Linked DNA regions of Pan troglodytes: region 1 is linked to region 2. The links are chromatin contacts, called in public capture Hi-C maps. All regions are on one chromosome and are shown on one strand. The core of a region is the stretch at or near the end of the contact, and the rest is flanking DNA. Distances in the headings are between cores, read along the strand shown. Region 1 overlaps LOC104001998 (a long non-coding RNA gene). Region 2 overlaps LOC104001998 (a long non-coding RNA gene).

Region 1 (6,460 bases), core at 3,245-5,744, 180 kb before region 2:
GGAGTTTTGCTCTTTTGCCCAGGCTGGAGTGAACTGGCGCCATCACCACTCACTGTCTGCAACCTCCACACCCCCTGCCCCCGCCCCCACCCCAGGTTCAAGTGATTCTCCTGTCTCAGCCTCTGAGTAGCTGGAATTACAGGCACCCACCACCACGCCTGGCTAATTTTTGTATTTTCAGTAGAGACAGGGTTTCGCCATGTTGGCCAGGCTGGTCTCGAACTCCTGACCTCAGGTGATCCACCCGCCTTGGCCTCCCAAAGTGCTGGGATTACAGGCATGAGCCACCGGGCCCAGCCAGCCTCTTTTACCTCTTGTATTAGTCCATTCTCCAATTGCTATAAAAGAATACCTGAGACTGGGTAATTTATACAGAGAAGAGGCTTAATTGGCTCATGGTTCTGCAATCTGTACAGGAAGCATAGCAGCTTCTGCCTCTGCGGAGGCCTCAGGAAACTTCCAATCATGGCGGGAGGCAAAGAGGGAACAGGCATCTTACATAGCAGGGGCAGGAGCAAAAGAGAGATGGGGCAAGTGCTACACACTTTAAAAATGACCAGATCTCACAAGAATTCACTCACTATCACGAGAATGGCACCAAGGGGATGAAGCTAAAACCATTCATGAAGGATCCATTCCCATGATCCAGTCACCTCCCACCACACCCACCTCCAACATTGGGGATTGCAACTGAACATGAGATTTGGGCAGGGACACAGATCCAAACCATATCACGTCTTCTTATACCATATTAACTTCCCCATTTCTAGGTGTGCTACCACTTTTCTAAGCTTCCCACAAGAAATTTCTCCCTATCATCTCTACCAACGCAACTGTTATCAACATGGGATAGATTTTTCCCCTTCAATAGGCTCTTCAATTTTTTCATCCCTTCTCCCATTCCTTCTGCCATCCCTGTAGGTCATCCTTTCTTCTTCCTCTTGTGTCTAGACTGCCACCTTAGCTTACTAAGGGCTCTCCCAGCCTCCGGGCTGTGTCCCCTCCCACGGAGTCTTCACCCTGTAGATGTGCTGGTTCATGTTCCGTGGCTTCTAGCGTGCTCCCATCTGCCTCCTCTTGCCTCCTACTTTCATAGGCTCCTTGCCCTGACTCTAGTCAAGGCCCTGCCTACCTCCACTCCACCCGATCCCGATCCTACCAACCTATTCCCCTTTTCTGCACAAACATGTTGATTCCTTGTTTAGTCTTTCTTCGCTTCTCTCTCTTGCTCTCCTCTGCCCTTCCCTTCTTTTTTCCTTTCTTTGTTTTACCAAAAAATAGTTTCGGAGTGCCTAGCCAGTGCTAGTCTCTGGAGATACTGGTAAGCTGAGACACAGGTCCTGCCCTCGTGGAGCTTATGCGCTGGGTTACAATTGCCTGTGTCTGTTACGTTCGTTTATGTCTCTGAGTCTTGTCTCAGTCTATTTCATGTGCCTAAAAGCTCTCTTTTCTTTCCTCTACCCAGCTAAACTGTGTGCCTAACTCTAAGGCCTAACTCAAGATTTACTTCTTCAGGCACATCTCCAGTTGCTTCCATGCCCTTCTCTTTGTGAATGCCTTCAGTGCTCAGCCACAGCAGACTTTTTTTTTTTTTTTTTAAGATAGGGTCTCACTTTGTCACCCAGGCTGGAGGGCAGTGGCACCACTCGGCTCACCACAGCCTCCACAACCTCGACCTCCCAGGTTCAAGCCATCTTTCTGCCTCAGCCCTCCAGGTAGCTGGGACTACGGGTGCATGCCATGAAGCCCAGCTAATTTTTGCATTTTTAGTAGAGACAGCGTTTCGCCATGTTGGCCAGGCTGGTCTCAAACTCCTGACCTGAATTGATTCACCTGGCTTGACCTCCCAAAGTGCTAAGATTACAGGTGTGGGCCACTGTGCCCAGCCTACTGCAGAATTGTTCTTTTTCATGGTGAGCTAATGGTGTGAGACTCTTGAGAGCAGGACAAATATGCCTTATCTATATATCTATATTGATATTCATATATAGCTGCATATAGACCCCTGTTTCTTTCTGTGTGTCTAACAACCTTGACATCCCGGATCTTTCAGAATTCTCTGATTTGTAAAAGTGGAGTTGTTTTTGTTCAGGCTCTTCACCTTTTCCGACGTGTATTCCATTCAGAGCCAAGTGTAATCTTTGTGCGTTCTCATACCACAAACAGCTCTTTCAACATTCACTAAAGGTATCTCTAGCACTTAGTGCCATTTTCCATGTGGTAACAACATTCTGATGGCTTTATGACCACTGCTGTGTGCCCTGAAGTGAGGAGAGAATGACATAGGAGGGAGAATTGAGATGGTTAACTGCTTGACCTTTGGAGTAAGACAGACCTGGGACCAAATTCCTGCTCAGCTAGCCCCAATCATACTAGCTCTGTGATCGCTTAATCACTGTAACTAGCTCTGTGATCTTGCTCAAATCACGCCAAGTAGCTATGTGATCTTAATCACACTAACTATAACAGCTATGTGATTTTAATCACACTAGCTCTATGGTCTTGCTCAATCACGTTGACTAGGCGTATGATCTTGAGCAAATTTCTTAACCTCTGAATCTCAGTTTTCTCACCTATAAAATGGGAATGAAGTTGCTATAATCATGGCTAAGTGAGATAACATAGAGGCAATAATTAGTATAGTACCTGGCATATGGCAAATTGAAAAAAATTATTATAACATTGTGATTTTAGAATAGCTAACTAGGGGCCGGGCGTGATGGCTCACGCCTGTAATCCCAGCACTCTGGGAGGCCAAGGGGGGCAGATCACTTGAAGCCAGGAGTACGAGACCAGCCTGGCCAACGTGGCAAAACCCCATCTGTACTACAAATACAAAAAGCAGCAGGGCATGGTGGTGGGCACTTGTAATCCCAGCTACTTGGGAGGCTGACGCAGGAGAATTGCTTGAACCTGGGAGGCGGAGGTTGCAGTGAGCCGAGATTGTGCCACTGCACTCCAGCCTGTGTGACAGAGTGAGACTCTGTCTCAAAAAAAAAAAAAAAAGCTAACTAGGCCAACTAGGCTCACTTACCAAATGATTGTCTCCCAAACACTGGTGTTATGGTGTTCAACATTCAAATTTGAGTCTCAGCAAAAGACAAATTGCTATAGGTCATGGGTCTTTGGTACCACTGTGAACGCTAAATCCATGAATACCAGAGGTTTGGTAAGCTCTGTGGTCCCTCAGCTTCTTCATGGTGTTGGGTCTTTAGAGAGGCTCCGCATATGATTTATTGATTCATGATGGGGGATAATTAGGTAGGAAGAATTAGAGTAGACAGACAGGGTAGTTAGAAAGACAGACTGTTCAGGGCCCTTATAGCCACCTGCATCCAAATGAAACTATATTCTGGGTTGGAGTACAACTTGATCCTCTCTGTGAGAAAGCAGCACGTGGCCTTCTCTAAAGATTTTATGAATGGGAGTGAGAAATGGAGGAGAGCCAAAGATAGCAGCTGGGCTATTCTCTTGGACCATGCAACATAAAAAATCTTTTATGGAATAGGTTCTGCGTTTGTCTGGCACAGTGCAGGAAGGGTAAATGTTCTCTTGCGGCATTCTCCACCCCCTCCCCCATGCCTGCTCTCCTTTGTGATCCCTGGGAGAGAGCACTCCTCCAAGCACAAGCCGAGGACTAAATGGTGCAGGCAGAGTAAAAGAATCCTCCCCTGCCCTGCAAGCCCCACTGGAGGCTGCCGGCCCAGACAGGGCAGGACACAAGGCAGTTGCACAGAGAATAAAGGTGTGTGCATGTGGCTCAGGGATCTGAACAAAGCTCCAGTGGTGACAAGCGTCACAGGAAACCAGACTGAGAGCTGGTCACAGGCCTACAGTGTATGCCAAAGTGTAGCAAATCTGTGGCAGGAGAATATGTGTGGTCGGTTGCATGGAAGCAAAGCTCAGATGATCCAGTTAAGTAGTCATCCATGGGAAGGCTGGGTAAGAGCAGCGCAAGCCGTGGACCATTGGAGTTCTGTGGGTCGGAAACAGGCAACATCAGGAATTAGGGAAGCTGCCCTGCTATGAGGCCAGGTGGTTTTGTTAAAAAAAAATTTTTTTTTTTAATAGAGACAGGGTCTCACTGTATTGCCCAGGCTGGTTTTGAACTCCTGGGCTGAAGCAGTCCTCCTGCCTCAGCCTCCCAAAAGTGCTGGGATTACAAGCGTGAGCCACTGCACCCAGCCTAAATTAAAACAAAAACAAAAGCTAAATCCACTAGCAGAGTCGGAGGAATTGGTTCTGAGATTTTTTGGTTGAGAGGACGCCCCCACCCCCCGCCCGCCGAATACCTTGAGAACCAATTTGTGTTATGAAGCCCAAATGGCTCATTTCTAGGTTCCTTACTAATGTAATCCTATGCAACCCTATACCCTTTTCCTGACCCTCAGCCACTTTTCTTCCTGGCTGAGGGCTGACCTATCACCTTTGGAAGAGAACACAGGCAAAGGAGGAACGGCAGAGGGGGCTGGGGGTGGGGCTGGGGCTGGGATGGCTGGTACACACACCATCTCAGGGTGGCTGGTGGCTGTGTGGGTGTGGGGTGCGCTCTGACCCTCGCCTGCAGGCCGCTTTTTCATAGCATTGCCATCTATGCCTTTGAAGCAGAAAAGAAATCCCACTTTCCTCTGAGGCCCCTTTTGTAGTATGGCTTTCCTCTGGCTGGTTGGATTAGTTAAAATTTCATCAGCTTCCCTTAAAAAAATTTCATCTCATGAAAAGTGAGGATATCTCCTGAAGATGTTTTCCACCTTCAAGAAATAAAGAATCTGATGTGCTCTTATTCTAGAAACTTAGTATCTCTTGTAAGCTTAAACAAGTCAGATGGTGTGCTTTAGAACTATATAGATATATTTGTGGTTGTTCAATGGTTGTATTAAAAGAAAAAAATGAGATTCCCACTCCCTTCTCCACCATCCCAATGTTCTGTGTTCTTCGGGCTGTGAGAGTGGGCAGGTTTACAGACCCTGGCAAAAAAACCCCACACATCCTGAAAACCAACTCAAAATAATAGCAGCCAGCATGAGATGATAAGATCAAAGCAGTAGGGGGCAGTATGACACAATTGAACAGAGGTTGCTAGTCTAATAAAACATCAGAAACAAGGCTCTTTGAGACAACAAAGGCAAAAATTGTGCTAAGAGCTGTAAATCTTGCATGCTAAATTCTGGTGCAAGAGACAGTCATGGTTGTATCATAATTAAACATGCTACTAAAACATAAATTTCTTACTGATAACTTCCTCTTAGTGGCCTTGTTTCCCAAGGAGTGAAACAGAGCTGGTCACCCATTAGCATTAATTGGAAAGATTTCTGGTGTCTTCAGCACAGATTTGCCTTTTGTGTACTGGAAACGACAAAGGAAAAATAAATCACCATTGTCATAGCCATCAGTGTTCCCTAATCATCTTTATGAATATGAGGCTGTGTTAGTGCTGAAGGACGGGGTTTGTTGGTTGACTCCAGCATCTTCCAAACTTGCAGGCAGTGGGTGGAGAAGGTACTGTATTTATAGGTACTGTATTGGTTTCTTTGGGCTGCTATAACAGAGTACTACAAACAGAGAGGCCTTAAACCACATAAATTTATTCTCTCACTTTAGGAGGCTAGAAGTCCAAAATCAAGGTACTGGTAGGGTTGTGCCTCTCCAAGTCCTGTGGGGGTGATACTTGGTTGCCTCTTCTTGGCTCCTAGTGGTGGCCGTAGATCCTTGGTGTTCCTTGGCTTGTGACAGCATAACTCTAATCTCTTCCTCTGTCTTCACATGGTGTTCTCACTGTGTCTCTGTCTTTACATGGCTGTCTTCTTATGAGGACATCAGCTGTGTTGGATTAGGGGCCCACTCTAATCCAGTATGACCTCATCTTAACTAATTATAAGGATCCCATTTCCAAATAATGTCACTGATATGGTTTGGCTCTGTGTCCCCACCCAAATCTCATCTTATAACTCCCATAATTCCCATGTGTTGTGGGAGGGACCCAGTGGGAGATGATTGAATCATGGGGGCAGGTCTTTCCCATGTTGTTTTCATGATAGTAAGTCTCATGAGTTCTGATGGTTATTATAAGGGGAGTTTTCCTGCACAAGCTCTCTTCTCTTGTCTGCTGCCATATGAGATGTGCCTTTCACCTTCCGCCATGATTATGAGGTCTCTCCAGCCACATGAAACTGTAAGTGCAATAAACCTCTTGCTTTCGCGAATTTCCCAGTCTCAGGTATGTCTTTATCAGCAGCTTGAAAATGGACTAATATAGTCACCTTGCGGGGTACTGGGGATTAGTCTTTTTTTTTTTTTTTTTTTTTGAGACAGAATCTTGTTCTGTTGCCCAGGCTGGAGTGCAGTGGCACGATCTCGACTCACTGCAACCTCTGCCTCCTGAGTTCAAGTGATTATCCTGCCTCAGCCTCCCAAGTAGCTGAGATTACAGGCAGCCACCACCACAGCCGGCTAATTTTTG
Region 2 (6,137 bases), core at 2,185-4,684:
TGCAATACGATTCACAATGGCCAAGATTTGGAAACATCCTAAGTGTCCATCGACAGAAGAGTGGATAAAGTAAAGGTGGTACACATATATAATGGAGTACTATTCAGCCATAAAAAGGAATGAGATCTTGTCATTTGCAACAACATGGATAGAACTGGAGGTCATTATGTTAGGTGAAATAACCCAGGCATGGCAATACAAACTTTGCATGTTCTCATTTATTTGTGGGATCAAAATTAAAACGATTGAACTCATGGAGATAGTAGAATGATGGTTACTGGAGGCTGGGATGAGGTAGGGAGAGTGGGGCTGGTTAATGGGTATAAAAATATGGTTAGATAGAATTAAGATCTAGTATTTGACAGCACAATGGGGTAAATATAGTCATCAATTTATTGTACATTTAAAAATAACTAAGAGTACAAATGGATCATAACACAAAGAAAGGATAAATGCTTGAGGTGATGGATACCATATTTATCCTAGTGTGATGATTATGCATTGTATGCCTGTATCAAAATATTTATGTACCCTATAAATATATACACTTACTATGTACCTGTAAAAAAATTTCTAAACAAAGAATCGAGGATATATTTTAAGCATTATCAAAATGATCAAAGAGTAATTTTCAGCCTGAAAGTGGCAGGACAGGAAATCTGACACAACGATGCTCAGGGTTTTCAGCTCCACCAGGTGCTTATATCTTTGCTACCACTGTCTTGGTTATCACTGAGAGATACTTATTAAGGACTTATTTGTGTATAACAAAAATAAATAAAAAACTAATTAGCTCTGATCTCTTTCCTCTAAATCTAACAGTTCATTTAGTTGATGAAAATTTTATAGGCAGAATGATATAATTTATGCTATATGTAGTTATAGTATATACACTAGTCATAATTATACAATTTAAGTTAACTGTGCAAGTAACATTGCAGAGAAGCCAGGTAGAGATATGCTAGGGCACACACTGAAAGACACCCTGATTGGTCTTTAGCCGGGTGAGACATTCTCTGACCATTGAATTCAGCCTAGAATTCACAGCATCCTCTCTACAAATTAACAAATTATATTAACACATACTAGTGATGTTTTGACATGTGTCAAATAGAAGACTGCCAAAAAAAATTCCGAAAAGTAAAATATGGGATGAAATAATCTATTTGGCTTCAGGGGATATTCATAAGACTCTAGCCTCTTCAATTTGTGTCCTAGAAAGTTGCTGAATGGGACAAAATTGAGATGTGATAACAAAATGAGTTAAGACACTTTTCAGTGAGTTCTTTGGATATTTCATAATTCAAAGCAAGAGCTATCAATCTTTTCATTTTAGTTTTTGAAAGACTAAATTTTGTACATATGTTAGACAATGATAAGACACTAATCAAGCTGACTGTTCATCTTTCATTTAGTTAGTCAACCACTAACTAAATGTTATTGGACATAGAAATGTGCTAAGCAGCTTGGGAGATAAGAAAAGGAAGATGAGGTCTTATGCTGGAACAGGAGTAAATGGAGCTGTCTCTGGGCTTTTGTGACCGATGTTGGCCCATCTTGGGGTCCATGGTTGTAAATTACCTGGGAGTGAGAAGGACCCTTTCTTCCATCTCTGCCAGGACTTATCTTGTGCTCTGTAGAACGCCACCTTCCCCAGGGGAGCCAAGCTATTCATTCTTTCTTCATTGAGGTGGTGGCAGATTTGTTTGTCCCCATTTTGCTGATAGCAAAAGTGGAGCTAAGTATATTATAAAGGTCACTTCACAAAAATGTATCTGATTCTATAATCTTAAGATTTCATGGCAAGTAACAGAAGGAAAAGAGTTATAAATGATGAGTCCAAGATTTGCTAGACATTAGGTTCACTACTGTTCTGAGCTGTGCTTCCTGGAAGAATGAGCATATGCAGAGTGACGTCTCTGTGCAGTTAGGAAAAAGAGAAACGTTAGAAAAATCGGTGCATTCACACCTCTCTCCTGCAACCAGAGAGTCTCCAGACCTTCAGTGAGTTTTAAAGTTATGTACTTACTATCTGGAAAGCCACAGTAAAAGAAAAAGAAATCCCCTCGGACAATAGACATATTTGGTAGGATTCTTGAGAGGGATGTGGTAATTTCATAATGGAGAAAACAAACATAAATATTTAAGGAATGATAAGCTCCCTGATGTGGTATGCGATTGCCTGCAGGCATTTCTAGTCAGAGAAGCCATCTGCATCTCTCTCGCAGTATGTCTGCTAATTTATGTCTGTGTGATTAAGATCTTTATTGAAAAATTGTGCAATATCAGGATCAATAGCCAGGCATTGGGAACAGTAGCATACACTCGGAAACCCCTCCTGTGGGATGGATGTGCACTGGAAAAGAACACACTTCCTTCTGCCAGTTAGGTTTTTAGGTTCATGGCCTGAGAAAACAATGAAATCAGTCAGGTATTTAGCAAGGAGGAGCATGATACAATAAAATGTCTCATAATGAATTCAACTCAATTCACTTGGAAAGCAAAGGGTAGGGGCCAAGAAAAAGAATGATTGCATAGTTCAGACCACTCCAAGAAATAATAAATGGACTTATTTACTGTGTCTCAGAACAGCTACCTAGAATGTTTCATTCCAACTGTCCATAACTAAGGTATTAAAAAATAATTGAGAGCAGGATCTGGATGAAAAAGGAAAAAAAAAACCCCTACATTTATTTACACTATTTTTTCAGGGCATACTTTTGGCTCTTCACTTCTTATTTTTGGCTTATCTTGTTCTCTGAGAAATGTATGCAGATCTCCAACTGGAAGAGAGGGTGTGGAGAAACATGGAAAACGCTTGCTTTTATTCCTCTACACCTGAAGTTGCACTGCCCCTAAGACACATAGGATGGAAGAAAAACCCCTTAAACAGGACTTGTAGTCTAGACACTGCCCCACCACCCTCTTCCACCCCTACTCAATCACTTCCCACCACCCACTTGCTCTGGCAGCTGATGTAGGTCCTGATATGTTGCTACGGCCTGACATATATAGTAGTGTCCTTTTCATACAGTGGCTACAAAAGAAGTGGGGTAATGTTTGAAGGGCCACCAGGGAAAGCCAAACTTTCTATGAGAGGTCTGTGCAGGAGCCCTAATTGTTGCTTCTCTGGTGTTTCCAGTTTATCAGTGCAGCACAAAGGAAGCTTTATTTGCATTCAGGGAGTCTCAAGGTATTTTTGCTTCTAGGTGTTCTGTTAGTATAGGCTTCCAGGCCGTAGGCTCAATATCACCATGTAGCACTGTGAATAGAAATCTAAAGACTTGCCTGGAAGCACAGATGGTCATATACCAACTGTCTATTCACAGTGCTAAGTGGTTAACTTGAGAAACAGGGGAGGTGCTATGAGGAGGATCAGCAAGGGTGTCAGCAGCATAGGCCGGGCTGATGCAGTCTCTTTAGCCCAGAAGACTCAGCGGAGGTTGCTAAGCTGCCTTTTCCTTCACAGAAGGCAATATGAAGACTAGAGGTGGGCTAGAGAACTGCAAACAATATTCAGGGAATTGTCATACAGAAAAATTGGCCAACTTTCCTACTATTCTGCTTAGGGAATCAGCACATCGGGTGTTGATACAGCTGATTTATTCTCTGTCAGCCCATCTCCATCCCGAGAAGTACTGTTTGGGGGTTAATGAAACTGGGCTAAACCTATGTAATAGGTCTCAGGCAGATAGTTTTGTCCCCATGATCTGCTTGAGCCAATTTGTACCTATTCAGGAGAGCCAGTTTTGTGCACTGATATCATGTTGGTAGGTTGAAACTGGCCATGGAGGGAGTATTTATATGATGGAAATTGTCAAAGTCTACAAATCAGAGCCGGTTGTTAAACATTTACCAGCACACCGCTGCCTTGAGGCTTTCTCTTTCGGATAGTTTGGACAGAGGAATTCACTTTCCCCTGGGCAGACCTGCCTTGTGCCTCACAATTCTAGCTACTCACCTCTACCTCTAATGCTGCTCCTGGTCTGCTTGCCTCTGATTGAAGTTCTCTGTCCCCTCTAGATTCCTCCAGCGCTATCTCTCTTTTTAAAAAAATTTCCATTTTTATTTTAGATTCAGGGGATACATGTGCAGGTGTGTTATAAGAGTATATCGTGTGGTGCTGAGGTTTGGGCTTCTATGGATCCTGTCACCCGGATAGTGAACATAGTACCTGACAGGAAGTTTTCCAGCCCTTGCCCCCCTCCTTTCCTCCCTCTCTCCTTTTTTCTTAAGCACTTTCTATCTGCAATACTCTTTGGACATTCATGCTTCATCATATAGGCTTGTGTTACTGTTACTGTTTTGCTGTAATCCCTGTTTATATGTTCCTGTACCTTCAACTAGAACATGAGGATGGAGAGAGTGGGTACTGTTTGGGGAATCAGCCATGGTGGTAACAATGTATGTGTGGTAACAGGTGTGTTAGTCTGTTTTCACACTGGTGATAAAGACATACCTGAGACTGGGGAAATTATAAAGAAAAGGGGGTTTAATGGACTCACAGTTCCATATGGCTGGGGAAGCCTCACAATCACAGCAGAAGGCGAAAGGCACGTCTTACATGGCAGCAGGTAAGAGAGAGAATGAGAGCTAAGTGAAAGCGGAAACCCTTTATAAAACCATCAGATTTCATGAGACTTAATCACTACGAGAACAGTATGGGGGAAGCTGCCCCATGATTCAGTTATTTCCCACTGGGTCCCTCCCACAACACATGGGAATTATGAAAGCCACACCTTAAGATGAGATTTGAGTGGGGACACAGTCAAACCATATCAACAGGGGTGGTTCAACACGGGGCTTAGGCAGACAGGAAACTGACTTGAAAGGCATATTGAAATATTTGAAGTCTGGGGCAGCACCCATTAAGTACAAATGACACGATGGAGAGGCTTTGTGGGTCTCATTGGAAGATATTCAAATATTTTCTTAATGTGCCATCCTTGTTAGGCCTGATTTGTGGTTTTTTAAAATCATCACAGTTGGTTTTCAATCAAAGCCACTCAAGAATTAGCCTTGCCTACAGATAGGAGAAGAGATTGTGCGAGGAGTAAATTGGAGCAAGAAACTATCACTATCCACATTCTGCACAACCCAGGAGATCTTTCAGGAGAGTTCTGGAAGAGAAAGGAGGAGGGGGGTATTAGCTAACAGTGTCTGCTGTTTACCGCCATGTGTCTGTTAGCAGGAAGTTTTCCTTAGCTTTTTACACATGATTCTCTTCTCTCCCTTTCTCCTACAAGCATTTGGGGGTTTTATTCCCTGGTGCCCATAGAGTGCCAGCAGGGTCTAACTCTGCTTCTTCTGTTTCCAGAACCCATGGTCTTCTATCCCAAGAGGCCCTTCCACTGAAGATTCTAGATAAAGGTGACCTATCTGAGAAGATCCTTCATCCTCACTTTGAACAACTTCAAAGTTTGCCCTGGGGTCTTGAGTCTGTGATGGAGGAGGTCTGGGTGACTATAGGATGAGGAACCTCCCTTCTCAGTTACACTGAGAGACGGTGTCAGAGTCAGGCTTTTCTGGGGGCATATGAGACTTTGGGGAGGCAGGTTGTCTTGATGACTGTATCTGTGTGGGTTGAGAGTAGGTATGGAAAAGACGGCAGAGAGGAGGATGGTACAGGATCTGTAGGCCCGTCTTTACCCTGGGGTTGCTGGTCTGTGCTCACCATGAGGCCTCGTGCTCACCAAGAGTCTGCCACTTTTCCTCTGCTTCCCAGTCATCCTCGCTGGTTTCACCAAAGACCCACTAATTCCACTAATACGTGGAAGACTCTCAAAGATAAGAAGATGAGTGAGAGAATATAAATAATAAAAGGGTGAGGGCAAAGGAGCAGGTTTATCTTAAACACATTTTTTTTTCCCTGGAGGTGCCTTCTTGTCTACCTAGAGCATATGTTAGTGTCCTACACATGGGGTATTGGGGAGTTCATCTTTGGAAAAGACTTTTGAGTTCTGGGGAGCAAGGATGTCTTGAAAATAGGCTTCAGTGGTTATACATCTGTAAATCTCTAGAACTTCTTTGTATGTTTTTCCTTTGATGTTAACAAACTCCTTTGTGGTTCTACACCTCCATACCTGCTTCATCTGCCTGGTCTGCCCATCCCACCACTGCACCTGAGAAAGTCGGCA

Evidence for each region. Capture Hi-C pulls out chosen DNA fragments and counts their contacts.
Region 1: a contact with region 2 is called in a capture Hi-C map of stem cell-derived neural stem cells, with 2.6 times the contacts expected there. The contact joins two enhancer-like sites. A contact is called at or near these places in 3 of 7 Hi-C or Micro-C datasets (induced pluripotent stem cells and stem cell-derived neural progenitor cells) and 1 of 1 other capture datasets (stem cell-derived neural stem cells).

What each region holds. Positions count from the first base shown.
Region 1 is chr15:32,528,230-32,534,689 of NHGRI_mPanTro3-v2.0_pri, reverse strand. All of the region lies in intron 1 of LOC104001998 (a long non-coding RNA gene), which reads left to right. Among named protein-coding and RNA genes, the nearest start is that of SPTSSA, 160 kb to the left of the region's middle. Within about 2 kb of position 4,494, at least 8 of the 24 cell types and tissues checked have an H3K27ac peak or open chromatin away from gene starts, as enhancers often do. A contact at or near this core is called in stem cell-derived neural stem cells, where this site is marked.
Region 2 is chr15:32,345,983-32,352,119 of NHGRI_mPanTro3-v2.0_pri, reverse strand. The region is part of intron 1 of LOC104001998 (a long non-coding RNA gene); the gene reads left to right. Among named protein-coding and RNA genes, the nearest start is that of EGLN3, 160 kb to the right of the region's middle. Within about 2 kb of position 3,434, at least 2 of the 24 cell types and tissues checked have an H3K27ac peak or open chromatin away from gene starts, as enhancers often do. A contact at or near this core is called in stem cell-derived neural stem cells, where this site is marked.